Linked DNA regions of Rattus norvegicus: region 2 is linked to region 1. The links are chromatin contacts, called in public Hi-C maps. All regions are on one chromosome and are shown on one strand. The core of a region is the stretch at or near the end of the contact, and the rest is flanking DNA. Distances in the headings are between cores, read along the strand shown. Region 1 holds the start of Slc6a6 (solute carrier family 6 member 6). Region 2 overlaps Slc6a6 (solute carrier family 6 member 6).

Evidence for each region. A called contact is a pair of places that touch in the nucleus more often than the background predicts.
Region 2: a contact with region 1 is called in a Hi-C map of Schwann cells, with 4 times the contacts expected there. The contact joins the enhancer-like site here to the promoter of Slc6a6 in region 1. A contact is called at or near these places in 7 of 12 Hi-C or Micro-C datasets (the Rat2 cell line, Schwann cells, kidney and 3 more).

What each region holds. Positions count from the first base shown.
Region 1 is chr4:125,750,441-125,754,388 of GRCr8, reverse strand. It overlaps Slc6a6 (solute carrier family 6 member 6), which reads right to left and starts at 1,887. Exons shown (of 15, transcript NM_017206.2): 1 at 1,817-1,887. All of the region lies in intron 2 of LOC102548902 (a long non-coding RNA gene), which reads left to right.
Region 2 is chr4:125,801,658-125,805,557 of GRCr8, reverse strand. Slc6a6 (solute carrier family 6 member 6) reads right to left here. Exons shown (of 15, transcript NM_017206.2): 6 at 3,817-3,900. Among named protein-coding and RNA genes, the nearest start is that of Slc6a6, 51 kb to the right of the region's middle. Within about 2 kb of position 2,022, at least 35 of the 93 cell types and tissues checked have an H3K27ac peak or open chromatin away from gene starts, as enhancers often do. A contact at or near this core is called in Schwann cells, where this site is marked.

The sequences.
Region 1 (3,948 bases), core at 638-3,137:
CGGCTTTACAGCTTACCACAAGCTTATTCAGCCTCATCTCCCTCAATCCCTTCAAGGACAAGGCGAGGCTGGCCTTAGCGTCCTTGTCGCCAGGACAGCCAAGCCCAAGCTAAGAGAACTACCCAAGGTCACCATTGAGAGGGACACATAGTCTTTCTGGGGACAAGCACTGACTCTTGGATCCCTGGTTGACATATCCAATGGGTAGTAAGCCCCACCCATTTTACAGGTGAAGAGACTGAGGACAAGAAACATTGCCCAAGGTTAGCTGGGTGGCTGAACCAAGATCTAAGGCAACCTCCAACCATCTGCCAATACCATCCTGTTATGGGTTCTCAGCTGGTGCCTAGGTTCCCCCTCTAGCCACCCACCATCATCTTGCTAAAACACCTCCCTTTCACCCCCCACTCCCCGATGACTCCCTGGTAAAGAGGGAGGCAGGCAGGCCGTTGCTAAGCACTCACCAGCTCTCTCATAAAAATAAACTCCTTCTGGCTTAGAGACTCTGGGTGAGATCCCCTCCCTACCAGCAACAAAAAAACAAAAAATTTTTTTTCTTTTAATTTAAAAAAGATCTCTATGACATTTATTTGAAAGCTAGCTGTGCCAAATCGGAGGCCAATTTACTGACATCCAAATGGAGCCACGTGCTACTAAACCGCAGTCGGAAGACCCTCCGGGTCAAGCGCCTGGGCAGTCTTTGAGATGATTTATTTCTCCAGGCAGGAAATGGGGGCCCCCGGCTGTCTCCCAAGCCTTTGGGGCTGGTCCTGGAGAAGGCAGGGATCTGGCAGAGGCCAAGCAGTGACCAAAATAGCCAGGTCGGTGGCCCTGCTGAGCACACGCCTCCCTTGCACCCAGGATAGTCTAGGCTGAGGCTTTGGGACTGTAGGACCTGTTCCTGAGACTGGTTCCTTGTGTGGCTTCCCCAGTGGGAGCGGACCAGAATCTCCCACCCAAAAGAGGAACCTATAAAGGGAAGGGGAGCAGCCTAGAGGAAGATGTGTCCAGCTGGTGCTTGCTTCCCACTGCCCATTACCCCTGGCTGTCGCTCCGGGCCTCAGTCTGCTACTCAAACCTAGGGGCAGCTGTCACTATCACCTGCGCGCCACACCCAGACAGCACCTGGAGCCATACCTCCCTTTTACCTCTCCTAAATACTACGGAGAACCAAAGATGCCAATTGGGCCCACTGGGCACAAGGAATGTCCTCTTGGGTACAGCCGAAAGACACTAGACTTGCCCACAACCAGGGACCCAGGGGATACAGCCACAATCAGGGACACACACGTGCACACAGCTAGCGTTCCGGAGACACAGACGCACGTACAGGTTCGCATAGGCAAGGTGTGTGTGTGTGTGTGTGTGTGTGTGTGTGTGTGTGTGTGTATCAGGAGACAGAGCCACACGGCCACACTACACTCAGGTAAGGCAGCCCAGGGCATTGAAAATATCACACACCCCGGGGCGCACATGTACACGGCTGCCTAGGGTGGAGAAACAGCCACCCTCAGAAACAGAGATATCCAGGGAAAAGGAGACACTCTCCGCGGGACACACACACACACACACACACACACACACACACACACACACACACACACACACACCTGCCGCTGCACCAGTAGCCCCAGCCCCTTCGCCAGGGAAACAATAACTCCCTCTCCAGCAGAGCGGAGCAGGAGACCCTCGTTCCCTCCCTTAGGGGTGAAGGGGATGAAAGAGCGCGGGGAGGCCAGACCCGCAGGGACGCGGTGAGGTGGCGAAGCGCGGCCCGGGGAGGGGGCTGCAGTCGCGGCCCGCACGCCCTGGGTACCTGGGTGGCTAAGCCCACAGCGGATGGCCCGGCCCGAGGCTGGCGGGATTGGCGGCGATCGCGGCGTTGGCGGCTTGGCACGGGAGTTCAGCAGCAGCCAGGTCCCGGAGTACGACGCTGGCGGCGGCGCGGAGGAAGCGGTAATTTATAAGCGGCTTCTCCCTGACCTCGCGTGTCTGTTGTCTGAACAGGCAGCTCTCCGCATCACCCATCCTGCTGGGTGGAAAAATACCAGCTTGGCCGGGCCTGGGCGGGGCCTAGGGCGGGGTCTGGGCGGTCAGCCACGCCCACACACAGGACACACACACACACACACACACACACACACACACACACACACACACGCATGCACGCACGCGCGCAGGAGCTCGGACACACAAAGAACCCGGGCTCGCCTCGTCGAGCGCGCGCACCCATCCTCATGCTCCATCAAAACGCTGGTAGCAAATGGCCCTGCTCAGGCCTCTCATGCAGGCGATGAGGCATTAGAGACCCAGACCCTTGGCTCGTCACCTTCCTTGATAGCCATTAGCACACCACAGCGCTCTCTAACACATCCACCTAGGTCTAAGGACGAGCCCTGGGGCTCCCGTAGCAGCTAGGTCTATGCCAGAATCTGCCCCTCCTCCCCCCTCCCTCCCCAACTCGGAGTCCTCCCTGGCCAGTGTGAAACTCTGCGAGCCTGGCTGAGCTGCTGTGGAAATGATAATGGGGGCCAAGTCCCTCCCGGCCCACATGAGGCTGTCTTTTTGAAGCTCCCCTGACTTTGTCGTGGCTGTGTGACATCAGGCAAGTTCCCCAGACCTTCTGTGTCTTGGTTTCCTCATCTGTAAAACGGAAATAAAAATAGTGGAACTCATCACTTCTGGCTGCTGGGAGGGTCCAAGGTTAACAGTGTAAAGAGTCTGAACAGGACACCAGGCACCTAAGAAGTGCCAAACGAGTGTCAGCAAATGTGACTATTTTTAAATGGAGATGGGGAGTGTGCCATTATTCTTGTCCTTATTTGAATGAGCATGTCCTCCTTCTGATTGTACACACCACAGCCTGGCTGAGCCTGAGGTGGCGCTGTGTGACCTTCAGTAAGGCCTTCCCCTCTCTGCCCACTTCCTTTTCTTTCCTCTCCACTCTCTCTCTGCACACAAGTAGCATGTCTATCTTGCCTCTTCAACTGAGAATAAAAGCCTCAGACCTGGCCAGCCTGAACCCATTGTCCTAGGCTGGCACAAGACACCAAGAAGCAAAATAAAGAGGTAGTGTGACTCGTGCCTTTAATCCCAGCACTGGGAGGCAGAGGCAGGCAGATCTCTGAGTTCAAGGCCAGCCTGGTTTACAGAGTGACTTCCAACAGGGCTATACAGAGAAAACCCGTCTTAAAAAAAAAAAAAAAAAAATCCAGACTCACATGTCACTACCCACAGCACAAAGGGCTGAGACCAAGGGGTAGATCGGAGAGTAGAGAAGTAACTGGTTTGAACCCAGAGCAGACTTTAGGAAGCCCAGAACCTTTGGGCAGGCAGAGGGGTGGAGGTGGGGAGCAGAGGAAGCAAGGGCTGCAAGGCTGCAAGGGCCTGCAGGCATGGTGTCACAAGACTATACCGAGAGCCAGGGCAGGGGAGGCCACAGAGGCTCGGCAGGTCCAGGGATACGATTCGGAAAGCCTGGGAAGGCCAGAGTCTAAGAATGATAGGCACAGTATCTCCCAAGTGATGACTGTGAGGAATGGAAGGATGTGGCTCAGGCATTCATCAGCCTTCCTTTTCTGTAAAGTCAGCTCTGTGAGCTGGGAGATCTGGTCCTTGAACTCCAAGTACACAAGGCTTCGCAGGCCTGGTGCACAGAAGGTGCTCAACTACACTTTATTTATGTATTTATTTATTATGTTTTGAGATAGGAATGCCACTACATTGCCTGGCCTGGCCCCAAATTGTTGGACTTCAAGTCACCCTCCTACTGCAGAGCCCTTGGGTAACTGGGGTCACAGCTGAGTGACATTTGGGTCACCGCACCTACTATATTTATTTATTTAGTTTCCTCTCTTTAGCACTTTCCTGGCTGGTAGAATTCACTTCGTGTAAACAAGTTCAACCTGCCCCTCCCCAGATCATCCTTGTGAGCTCAGCACTGCTATT
Region 2 (3,900 bases), core at 773-3,272, 51 kb before region 1:
TTCGCCACTCTTCCTCCTGTAGACTAGGTGTCCCCACTTTAAGGGGAGAGACGTGGACTGGATAGGCTTAGGTTCCTGCTCTGAGGCTAAGATAAATAGACTGACCCAGAGGGTCAGCTGGAGTTCATGGCTCATCTGTCCTACCTCCCAGTTGGCAACTGTGGCTGCCGCTTCAAGGGGAACTCTGACCTCACCCTCTACACCAAGGTCTTCAGGGAATGTTTGGAAACACTTATCAATCCGGACCATGGTGGCATTCTACAAGGCTAAAGGAGGGCCCTCTCCTGCCTGCCACCCCTCCCTTGGATGCCTTTTTCCCTCTAGGCCTCTGTGTCCCCAGACACCCTTGCTTCTTTTCCCTTGATGGACTGACGGACACCTGGGACAAGGGCCAATCAGGAAGCTACTAAAAGTATAAAAGAAAGAAAATCCTCCTGTCCCCTCCCTTCCTGTGGGTAGGCAGGCACCCCTGGCCAGGTCCCCTCTCTGAGGCCCTACACAAAACCACACCCAAGTTGGTAAACAATAGCCACAGACAAGAGTGCCACAGGGTTCCCCAGAGGGCTAGGACACTTCAAAGTCAGTGGATTGTAGCCAGAAACGCTGGTGGGCTCACTGGGGTGGGGAGGGCTTTCTGGCTTGCCTACTTACTTACTATGTGCTCAGCATGGTGCTATGAACTTACTTAATACAGGCCATACCTGGAGAAGCCATTACAGGCCACACGGGCCATGTCACCTGCCTGGAGTCCCCAGTTAGAAGGAGGTGTCAGAAGTGGCATCTCATTTAGGCCAAGTACTTTTGGGGCTCCCCTATCTTTGGGAGTGTTACTGTTGCTGCCACCTCCTCTCACGCTGTTCCAGCCATCTCTTTAGAAAAGGCTAACCTTGTTTTGTAGCCTCTGCTACTCCTTGGATGAGCCCGAGAGCCATTCTCTCAACTTTTCCGTGACTGTTCCTAGGGATCCTCTAGGGAGAGGCTGGTGCCAGGCGCCACCTTGGGCCCCTGACAGTGGCCCAGTAGGCCTTGCTGTGGGACGTGGTATTTTTCCACTCCTGTTGCTGATCTTTCATAACAGGGCCAGAGGCCTTGTGGAAAATGGAGGCTTAGCGGGCACCTCATCCCTGGCCCTCTGTAGGTTGGTGGATTGCAAGGGAGAGCTAACTTCTAGTCTCTTGCTACTCAGCTTTACTTGAGAGCAGATGGCCTGGCCAGCAAGATCTTTCAATCACTCACATTACACGAGGGGAAACTGAGGCTGGGCAGGTAAAGTCATTCCATTTATAACGGGCAGAGCTGAGTTCAAACTCACAACTAACTAGCCCTGTCTGCCCCATTCTGCTTTGTTTCTGACATAACAGGTTGTCCTGGGGTGTGACCACAGACCCAGCCACATACACGTCCAGGCCCTCCAGACTTCCACTGGCAGTCTGTCTCCTTGTGAGAGGAGAGCAGGAACATACCAGGCTTCTGCCTCCCTGCACCTGCTAGCCAGCACAAGGATGTGACTGAGAGGTGGGAAAAGAGAATTGCCTGAGTTCAAACCCCAGTTTGGCCACCAACAAGCTGTGTAGGGTTGGGAAAGTTAGTTAAGTTTGCTGAACCGCAGTTTCAATTGTACAGGATCAGAGAAACTCAGGAGGATTAAATGAGCTGCCACCCTCATGGGGGTGCCATGTGAATGTCCAAGCTACCTGGCTTGTTAAATAAGTGAAAATGACATTCATTCTGGGACCTGTTTCAGACGCTCGGAGAGTTGGGCAGGCCGGGAAAGAAAAGCCAAGCACCTGAACTCGGGCCCTCCATCCATCACCCTCCCGTCTCCTGAACTAAGTTAGCCACAGAAAGAAACTTGGCCAAGGTGAAGGCTCAGCCCCCAGGGCTGGGAGTCTGGTTTGCAGCCAGGACTGGAAGCTGAAGCCAGCCAGCGGGTGGGCCCCTGGATGGGGTAGGCAGGCAGGCGGACGGCCTCTGAGGGCTTCTCAGCACTGAGCTGGAGGAAGTCCACAGAGCTGTTTGTCTTGGCTTCTCTGACCCATCAGAGCTGCTATTGTTCTAGGAACCACGCGTGCACCACAAGCAGGGTATAGCTCAGGGTAGGTCCGGGTGCCTCTGGTCAGTCATGTTTTCATGGTAGCCATAGCTGCCACTTATTTGGTCTTGGCTCTGACCCCTTTGTAGTATGCTGCGTCTCAAATATTGCTGACTGTGCCTTGTGGACGTCAACCTCCATAAGACTGGAGGTGCTGGTATTCTGTCTAAGCTCCACCCCCACAGCTACCTGGCAATAGCCAGGTATATTCTGCCCCACAGTTGCCTAGCAACAGCCAGGTATGCTCTGCCCCACAGTTGCCTGGCAACAGCCAGCTGTGCCTGACTATAAAGGAGACTGCTTGCCCCCTCCTCTCCCTCTCTCTCTTGCTCTTCCTCTTCTTGTGCCCTCTTCCCTGTCCCTTCTCTTCCACCCCACCCCCTTTCCCTCATGTGCCCACGACTGGCCTTTGTTCCTCCACCCTCTATTCTTCTTATTTCATTAAACCTTTCCATGTGGAACTATGTTGGTTTGGTGTGCTTTGTCTGGGCACGGGCCAAGATTTGAACCCCAACATTGGTCTAACAGGAGGGCTCCCTACAGCCTGGCCAGATGCACACCAGAACCTTTACACTGACCATTAGCTCTGCCTGCACCCCCTTTGGATGCTCTCTACTCCCCTCTCCTATTGTCTCGTCACCATAGTCACCTTTGCCCGGCCACCTTATAAATGTCACACATGTCCCATTGCTTATCTTCCTGCAGCCTAGCTCTTTCCAGCCAGCACACACATTGGACATTGTGGATCCCTTCACTCCGCTTCTATAATGGGACCCACACACAAGAGGCTCAAAGGACTGACTGTCCAGCATGCTTAGCACCAGATTCCCCCAGGTACTCCCAGACAGACTAGCTTCTTTGTAGGAAAATGAGGCAGAGGGCAGAAGGCAATTGCTACTTCCTCAAGCACGTAGGGCAGATCCATTGGTCTGTAGACCTGAGTCGTGATATGCCTCTTCTCAACCCTCAAGTTCACTGTTCAACAGCCAAGGGAGGGAGGGGCTGCTCTCGGACAAGCTGCCTGACCTCTTATGAGCCTCAGCTCCCTCAGTGTTTAGAGGAGAATAACACGCACACTCCCAAGACTGTGCAGAAGTAAGAAGCACAGTGGGCAGGGTCCCTAAGAGAACAGGCAACATCATGTTGACTCTCTCTGTTTGTCCTATGGAGTGATGCTAGCAGGGAGTGGTCAGGGCCTGGCTGGCTTCCCTTCAGACTGAGATTCAGTACAGCAGGGGGCTCTGCACCTGAGTACAGAGACAGTAACACAAGGCAGCTAGGTGGCGCTACTTCAGCATCTCCTCTAAACTCCGGGGGCTGCCAGATCACTTTGCAAAGTTAGGGTCCACACTGCAGGCTGATAATTGTAGCCAGTAGTAGGGCTGCTGCTGGCCTCTGGCTCAGTGAGCCTTGCTTACCACACCCACAGTGCACATCAGGGAACAGGGCAGTGGCTGGTGACAGAAGCTCAGTGGGGCCACCTGGCTGTCCTCCAGTCATAAGGTCACTAAGCTCCTGACCAGTGGGTGGTGGACACCCAGGGTTCTTACTCAGTGAGAGACAATGCCACACAGGGCTGTGTGTGTGTTATCTTGTCAGAGCACTCCTGTGTGCCAATGTGGAGCCTCCTTCTAGGGTAGCACTCGCTGAAAGGTACTTCAGCCTTCAAGAGAAGGCTGGCCACAGTGTGGCTGTCCCTGAGGCAGGGACAGGAGTCCACTCACCTTGCCTGTGGACCGAACACCCTTCCAGATGCAGAAAAAACAGACGAGCCAGACTAAGAGGAGGCAGAGCGCGAGGTCCCATTT